Linked DNA regions of Mus musculus: region 2 is linked to region 1. The links are chromatin contacts, called in public Micro-C maps. All regions are on one chromosome and are shown on one strand. Each heading gives the region's core, a stretch centred on a gene start, on an enhancer-like site or on the middle of the called end of the contact. The rest is flanking DNA. Distances are from core to core; before and after follow the strand shown. Region 1 has its middle 22 kb from the start of Gm30928. Region 2 holds the start of Slx1b (SLX1 structure-specific endonuclease subunit homolog B (S. cerevisiae)).

The links. Hi-C and Micro-C count contacts between places; a contact is called where the count stands out from the background.
Region 2: a Micro-C map of embryonic stem cells shows a contact between it and region 1, with 2.0 times the contacts expected there. The contact joins the promoter of Slx1b here to the enhancer-like site in region 1. A contact is called at or near these places in 1 of 39 promoter capture datasets (maxillary cranial neural crest), 1 of 15 datasets of contacts at CTCF or cohesin (embryonic stem cells), 4 of 484 Hi-C or Micro-C datasets (B cells, CD4 T cells, cerebellum and 1 more), 1 of 115 datasets of contacts at active chromatin or transcription factors (embryonic stem cells) and 1 of 9 other capture datasets (embryonic stem cells).

The regions. Positions count from the first base shown.
Region 1 is chr7:126,327,909-126,332,154 of GRCm38.p6, forward strand. No RefSeq gene overlaps it. Among named protein-coding and RNA genes, the nearest start is that of Gm30928, 22 kb to the right of the region's middle. Within about 2 kb of position 2,188, at least 39 of the 459 cell types and tissues checked have an H3K27ac peak or open chromatin away from gene starts, as enhancers often do. A contact at or near this core is called in embryonic stem cells, where this site is marked.
Region 2 is chr7:126,693,907-126,698,152 of GRCm38.p6, forward strand. It overlaps Slx1b (SLX1 structure-specific endonuclease subunit homolog B (S. cerevisiae)), which reads right to left and starts at 1,877. Exons shown (of 6, transcript NM_029420.4): 1 at 1,519-1,877. The coding sequence starts at 1,697. It overlaps Bola2 (bolA-like 2 (E. coli)), which reads left to right and starts at 2,094. Exons shown (of 3, transcript NM_175103.3): 1 at 2,094-2,193; 2 at 2,277-2,374; 3 at 2,649-2,787. The coding sequence starts at 2,131. The coding sequence ends at 2,748.

The DNA.
Region 1 (4,246 bases), core at 938-3,437:
TTAAAACATCCAAGGTGAAGCCGGCGCGTGGTGGCCACGCCTTTAATCCCAGCACTCGGGAGGCAGAGGCAGGCGGATTTCTGAGTTCGAGGCCAGCCTGGTCTACAGAGTGAGTTCCAGGACAGCCAGGGCTACACAGAGAAACCCTGTCTTGAAAAAAGCCAAAAAAAAAAAAAAAAAAAAAGCATTCAAAGTGTCATAACTGTGGGTTCCTGTTAAATAAAGTAACAAGTTGAATACTTTTTATTCCAGGAGGAAAAGACCAGGACACAGACAATTCAATCAAAGAGAACCAAGCCTCGGTAGTATAACAGTGGTTGGCATCTAGAACCCACTTAGATCCTCTGGCCTTCAGGGAGCCTGGGCTACTAGCTTCAGCTCTACCCGCCCCCTCACCCCAGTACACAGACCTTATTTTCCAGGCTCCAGCCCTGAAACTTTCTTTTTTTTAAATTAATTTACTTTTATTGTGTATAATAGAGGTGTGTGTGTGTGTGTGTGTGTGTGTGCGCGCACATTACATCTATGGAGGTCAAAGGGCACCTTTATGGAGTTGGTTCTCTTCTTCCTCCTTCACATGAATTCCAAGGTCCAAACTCAGGTCACCAGGCTTCAGTGTCCCCGCCCTTTAGTCCCTCAGCCATCTTCTCAGTTTCTGAAAACTTTATTTTGATTTATGTTTTATTATTGAAGTTTCAAAAGCATGGCCAGAGGGCATCATTGTTAAAGCATGCAATCTTTTCTCTGAGGTTTGGTTTCTTTGTGTGTGTGTATATAAATTTTCCTCCGTTTTCATTTATTGTTAAGGACTTGAATTCCTTTAGTTTTTAATAGCATTAATATTAGATTGCCAAAAGATATTCCATGAGACTGTTGTAGAATTAAGAGTTAAAAGATTCCGCCGGGCGTGGTGGCGCACGCCTTTAATCCCAGCACTTGGGAGGCAGAGGCAGGTGGATTTCTGAGTTCGAGGCCAGCCTGGTCTACAAAGTGAGTTCCAGGACAGCTAGGGCTATACAGAGAAACCCTGTCTCGAAAAACCAAAAAAAAAAAAAAAAAAAAAAAAAAAAAAAAAAAAAAAAAAAAAAAGAGTTAAAAGATTCCTATTGCACCAGATAGTTCTGTGCAGAGTTGGGGAGATGGATTCGCTGATAATTTACTGTGTCTTTCATGCAAGAGTCTTTACTGTAGTCATGGCGGTCATTCCCACAGCACTAAGTGGGTAGGGTTTTTGTGACTTGGTATCTGTCTTAGTTAGGGTTTTACTGCTGTGAACAGACATCATGACCAAGTACGTTGTCTTATAAAGTACAACGTACATTTGGGACTGGCTTACAGGTTCAGAGGTTCAGTCCATTATCATCAGGATGGGAGATTGGCAGCATCTAAGCAGGTACAGTGTAGGAGGAGCTGAGAGTTCTACATCTTCATCTGAAGGCTGCTAGTAGAAGACTGACTTCTAAGAAGCTAAGGTGAGAGTCTTAAGCCCACACCCACAGTGTCATACCTACTCCAGCAAGACCACACCTTCTAGTAGTGCCACTTTCTGGGTCAAGCATTTTTAAACCATCACAGTATCTAACCTCAGGAATTCCTGTATTAAGAATGTCCACCAAAGCCGGGTGGTGGTGGCGCATGCCTTTAATCCCACCACTTGGGAGGCAGAGGCAGGTGGATTTCTGAGTTGGCTATACATAGAAACCCTGTCTCAAAAACAAACAAACAAACAAAAAAGAATGTCCACCTTGGGGGGGGGGGGGGAGGTGGGTAGCACATGCCCTTAATCCCACCACTTGGGAGGCAGAGGCAGGCAGATCTCTGTGAGTTCAAGGTCATTCTGGTCTATAGAGTGAGTCCTAGGACAGCCAAGGCTACACAAACAAATCTTGTCTTCGAAAAAACAAAAACAAATAAACATCCACCTCTTAAACCAATTTCAGGACGGTGATGAGCACTTGAAGTCTGGTTCTTTGGTAATGTGGTTTTGCCCCACTGAGCAATCAGGGGAAGCTGTTTGTGTACATAAGGAAAGTCAGTGAATAGTACCATGGTGAGAATAAATTCTCCCAGAACGTACAGGATCTCCATTGTCCTTTCACTGAGGAACAGATCGTGCCCCTGCCTTCATCTACAAAATGACAGGATTTCAGAGTAGCTCTGTCATGCGGAGTCACCTCTGCTTCTGTGGTTCCAGTGCCCGCAAGATAGGATCCACTCCGCCAGTGAGAGTTGGATGAGGGTGTGCACAGAATACGTTACTGTGTGAAATTCTATGCAGCTCTGAAATCGGTCCACTCTGTGGTCTTCAATGCCAGCACAGTTTAAGATAACTAAGGCTATAAGTGGAAACACTGAGCCTTGAAATCAAGCAGCCAAAATTTTTTGTTAATAAAATAAAAGGTATTTGTTGAATTTGTCACATAACCATGAGATGGAAGAACAACCTTGAAGAAGGAAAGCAGGAAACAAATAGAGACAGGAAGCAGGGCTGTGGTCGGTACATGGTGTTTTCTATAAAAAAAAGAAAGAACCAGGATATGTTTGGTAGAGTGAGGTATGGTGAGGTTGAAGGGGGTGCCTCTGCGGGCCCATGCTGAGGCATCCCTTCCCCCTGAGGGACCAACCATATGATGGATATAATATGGAATAGAGCTTATTCAGGGCATGGGGAGTATAGCTGACAGAGTAGAGACAGAGAAAGGGAGAGAGGGAGAAGGAGGGGGAGGGGGAGGGGGGAGGGGGAGGAGGAGGGAGAGGGAGAGGGAGAGGGAGAGGGAGAGGGAGAGGGAGAGGGAGAGGGAGAGGGAGAGGGAAGAGGCCAGCCATGAACACATGGAGGGGGGAGGGGAATGGGGAGAGAAGGGACAGAGAGGGAAGAGAGTAAGAGGTTGAGAGTAAGAGAGAGCAAGAGAGTGAGGAGGGGGCAAGCAGCCCCTTTTACTGAGTCAGTGAGTTAGGCACACCTGGCTGTTGCCAGGTAACTGTGGGGCGGAGCCTAGAAGGAATGCTAACCGGTAGAGCCCACTTAAGATGGTGGGGAGTAAACACTGCTGCCTGAGGAAGAACAGTCAGTCCCAGTGTGTTTATTCAACAAACAGAAGTGACAATGCTCTCTGAAGAAGCCACCAGGTCTGTGGCCTGATCATTAATAGGCCTCTTGGGCTCTCCCTTCTTGCCCTCTCCCATTGCTTCACCTCCTTAACAAAGTAGATAACAAAGTTGAACAATATTTCATGAGCACGTGCAGGTTTAAGACGAGACTGTTCTCTCTCTTTATAGTTCATAGGTGAGGATGTCTTCTCTCTCCCTCTGACCCCTCCCAACTGTGGTGCCAAGATAGGGCAAGCCTTGAATTCCCCTGTTTTCTATTACTACAAGGAGACACCATGACCACAGTAACTCTCTTAAAGGAAAACATTTAAATGAGGCTTTTTTTTTTAATGTATATGAGTACACTGTAGCTGACTTCAGACACACCAGAAGAGGGCATCGGATCCCATTACAGATGGTTGTGAGCCACCATGTGGTTGCTGGGAACTGGACTCAGAACCTCTGGAAGAGCAGTCAGTGCTCTTAACCACTGAGCCATCTCTTCAACCCTGAAAACATTTAAATGAGGCTGGCAGGCTTACAGTTTCAGAGGTTTAGTCCATTATCATCATAGCAAGAAGCATGGCAGCACGTAGGCAGACATGGTGCTGGAGAAGGAGCTGAGAGCTCTGCATTTGGATCCACAGGCACCAGGGAGAGACTGTAAGCCGTGCTAGGCCTAGCTTGAGCATGTAAGATCTCAAAGCCCACTTCCACAGTGACACACTGCCTCCAACAGGCCCACACCTCCTAATAGTGCCATTCCTGTGGGCCAAGTATTCCCACACATGAGTCTAAGGGAATCATTCCTATGCAACTCCCCTCCCCCATTTACTGCCTTTATGTGTCTGAGATTTTTGCCCACATCTGTGTCTGTGCACCACATGTGTGCATGGTGCCACAGAAGACAGAAGAGGGCATGCATGGTTCCTTGGAAGTGGGGTTTCAGACAGTTGTGAGGTACCATATGGATGCTAAGAACCAAACTTGGTTCCTCTGGAAGAATAGCACGTGCTCTGAACTGCCCAGCCTTCTGTCCAGCCCCTCTGAACTCTTATTCATTGATCAAGCTATAAAGGAAACACCGGCTGGAATCCCTCATTATTTCTGAAGCATTCTTAAATTTCCTTTTTATGGGATAGTTTTCCTTTTTTCC
Region 2 (4,246 bases), core at 627-3,126, 370 kb after region 1:
TGCTCTGGTAAGGAATCACATCCAAAGGCCCAGGTCTATATGATGGGGCTGGAATGCCAACACGGCCTGGACTACAGTATGATTTGCTGGAACGCAGACACGCCCTTTCATCCCTACAGTGAAGGTAAGGTGAGTTTGTAGACGCAGCCATGTTTGAAAATGACATCTAATTAAAGGGCAGATGTCCAACCTACATGAAAACAACACAGGAAAGAGAAGCTACTTAAGAGCAGAGAGAGGGGGCTGGTGAGATGGCTCAGTGGGTAAGAGCACCCGACTGCTCTTCCAGAGGTCCTGAGTTCAAATCCCAGAAACCACATGGTGGCTCACAACCATCTGTAATGGGATCTGATGCCCTCTTCTGGTGTGTCTGAAGATACAACAGTGTACTCATATACATTAAATAAAAAAATAATTCTTAAAAAAAAAAAAAGCAGAGAGAAGGGAGGGCTGTATGTGTATGGAAGTTTGGTCAGGGAAGTTTTACAGAGACAGGTTGTAGAGAGAACAAGCTAGACACCGGTGAAGACAAAAGGAGCCAGAGAATGAGAAGGAGCCAGAAGATTAGAACAGATTGTCAAGGCTAGTATGAGGCCAAGCAGAGCAATTCAGTCAAAAGCTGAGAGAAGCCGGATTGAATCAGCCATCTTGGAAGAATAGATTGTACAGAGGTTAGAAGCTTCCAGGGGTAGGCCTAGGGATAGTTAGAACAGAGAAAGAAACGCTCTGGCTCAGCCCAAGCCATATATTCACACAGCTTGGGTACGGCTCTCCTCTCACCCCTTCATCTGAGGAGATGAAAGCACATTCACATGGAAGTGTAAGCCAAATAAACGCGTTCCTCCCCAGTACGCTTTCGGTCCTGGTGACTCATCACAACAATAGTAACAATAGTAACAATAGTAACCCTAGGGGGCTGCAGAGATGGCTCAGAGGTTGAGAGCACTGACTGCTCTTCCAGAGGTCATGAGTTCAACTCCCAGCCACCACGTGCTGGCCCACAACCATCTGCGATGCATACAATTCCCTCTTCTGGCGTGTCTAAAGGCAGCTACACTGTACTCATATACATAAAATGAATAAATAGATCTTTAAATCTTTATTTTAAAAAATAGTAACCCTAAGATAAGGACCTAGGTTAATTGCATAGCATAGCTTTTGTATCTGATTTTTTTTTTTCTTAAATCCATTTATGTGCATGAATGTTTGGTACGTATGTGCAGAGATTAGAAGAGGGCGTCTGATACCCTGGTAGTGGAGTTACAAAGCAGCCCTAAACTTGTGCACTCGTAATCCAATTAAGCATCACAAATTTTAATCCAGCCATCGCAGAGTGTTGATATACATAAGGTGCCACCTCGCTGCTACGCTTGCTCTGGTGGCAGGCCAGGGACTCAGCACCGCCCCAGATCTAAAAAAAAAAAAAAAAAAAAAACCGGTCCCGCCTCTGTCACTCCTTTGCCCTAGCGGCCCGCCTCCTACGCGGAGCCTTCCGACCAGACACCCGCGCCTTCTTACCAGGGTCCTCGCCCGCTGGTCCGCCATGCTCCACCTTTCTTGCGACCCGCGTTGTGTTGCCGGACCCGACGAGCAGGATTGACAGTGAATCCAACGTAAACGCGGCCCCGATGCCGAGGGTTCTGGCAGTAGAGCAAGTAGACACCGAAGAAGCGCCCGGGTCTTGCTGCATGGTCCATCCGGACTTTCTGGGTTGAAGGGCCAGAGTTGGGGGTGGTTTCTGGGACCTCGGACCTCGGAAAGGGCTGGGTAGCCAGGACTGCAAAACCTTGGTTTAGGAAAAAGCACGGGAGAATGGTCCTGCAAACTCCTGGAAAGCCGGCAGAGCGACTTGCTGCGCCGCCTGCTGGCAGGAGGAGGGTGTGCAAGCGGAACCGCAGGACTGGCTGCCCTCCAGTCCGGCTCGGATTGGCTAACTGTTGGGAGGAAACCTCCCAAGTGCTGGGAATTCAAGGGAGCCAGGAGGCGGAAGTGCTGCCTTCGAAGCCGCCCTAGGAAGGGCGGAAGTGAGCGGCGTGGAGGAAGTGGCTGCAGTGAGGGCGGAAAGCGAGGTGGCGGGACCCGAGGCGAGGTTCTTTGCACGCTGGGCTGTAGCCCCGCCGGGCTGTGGTTATGGAACTCAGCGCCGATTACCTCCGCGAGAAGCTGCGGCAGGACCTGGAGGCAGAGCATGTGGTGAGTGCGATGCTGAGAGGTCGCGGGCGGTGGGGAAGGACTCCTGGGCGCGTGTTCCATCGTCCGGGTCTTCTGCCCGCTAGGAGGTGGAGGACACGACTCTGAACCGTTGCGCGACCAGCTTCCGAGTCCTGGTGGTGTCGGCTAAGTTCGAGGGAAAGCCACTGCTCCAGAGACACCGGTGAGCCCCGGGAGCCAGCCTCTCACCCAGCCAAGCCTCAGGCTCCGGATGGCAGCCCGGGCATCCGCTCGCCATGGGTGGGACCAACTCATTCCCAAAGCCCGGAGATGTGACCCATAGCCCCGAGGGTGCTCCTGCCTTTGTGATTGGATTCCTGTCCTCTCCTTGAATCCCCACTTCTTGGAGACGTCTCCGATCTCCTTGGTCACCCTAGCTTCGGAGCCCATCACTCCAGCTGAGGCCGCTCATTTCCCATTCCCTTCTCTCGCTCCAGGCTGGTGAACGAGTGCTTAGCCGAAGAGCTCCCGCACATCCATGCCTTTGAGCAGAAAACTCTGACCCCAGAGCAGTGGACCCGACAGCGGCGTGAATGAGGGGCCTAGGCCTGAACAGTCATTAAAATTTAAACCTGGCCCAGCTGGTCTCAGTGTGCTGTTTGAAGACCCTGAGGCCAAGTCACGGATGTGGCTTTTCCCTGACTCTCCTCCAGCCATTGTTTCAGCAAATTTGGATGGATTTCTTTCCTGAGCCCTCTAGGTCCCAACTTAAACAATGAAGATTCGGTTCTTAAGTCTGCCAAGGCTTTACTGTCAAACCCTGTGGTCTGTACTGTCACCAAGGTCAGACCTCAAAAAGCAGGGTGTTCCTGCTCTGTCAGCCCTCAGAAACCCTGAGCATTCTCCCAGGTTCCCTCACTCCAGGTTCCTGGAAGTAGCAGAGACAAGATACAGAATTTCTGTCAGTCTCTTCACAGGCGTACACACTCAGGAGGAGGGATGGACACAATGCACGCTGATGTTCAGTTCAGCTCTCCCACAGCTAGTTCCTCTCCACTGTGGATCTTTGCTTTGGTTTTGTCTTTCAGACAGGTCCCCATATGTTTCCCAGGCTGCTTGTAAATTCATGAGCTTAGGGGATCCTTTGGCCTTAGTCTTCCATGCAGCTATGGCTACAGACGTCCAGCACAATGCCCAGTCCTTCCCATATTGTCAAGGCTTGTCTCAGCCACCCAGTTTCCTGTCTCCATCTTCTCTTGATTTCATCACAGAGGTTGGTCAAGCTGGGATCATAGTAGTCAGTGTTCATGTCTTCCCTGTCCCTGGCATCATTTCCTGAACATTTTCAGTTCCTCTGGAGAACTAGTGATTCAGTCTCCTCACAAGGACCCCAAAAGAGCACCCCTTCACTCCCCAGTGATGGCCCTCCTCCAGTTTATAGGCAGAAGGGGCTTGCCCAGGATCACATGCCCTGTCGGGGTGAGACACAAGCTGGCAGGCAGAATTTTCCATTGTCTATACCCAGAAAACTCCATGGTGTGCTGAAGAGAGGAGGGCCGGGGTGGGGTCCTGGGTGTTCTCTGCATTGTATCAATTCAGCCATGGTACACTATAGAACCGCTCTGTCACCTCTGCCCTAGAGTCTCCGACCCTCTAGAACAGTTCTGTGCCATCCCAGCTCTACCCTCTGGAACCGCTCTGTGTGACCCCAGCTCTAGAGTCTCCCACCAATCAGGCACAGCAACTGCTGTCATATTGAGAATATCTTTAAAAGCATGCACTCATATAGGTAGTCGACAGTGCTAGCCTAGCATCCCTGAAGCCCCAGGTTCAGTCCTCATTACCATATAAACCAGGCATTGTGACGCACATGTAGAATAAAAGGTAGAGGCAGAAGTATCAGGTGTTCAGGACCACGGGGATCCGTGTGAAACGGTCACAGTGCACAAAAACAAACACCTTACTCCTATAGATAGGGTTTAAGAGATCTGTTCCTTCCTGTCTTCCTCAGAGGCCAGGTCCTCTGAAACCTACAGGCAATTCTCTGAGGCAGGAGGATGCTGAGAATGAAGTGGGGTTGGGGGGTCTTAGACCA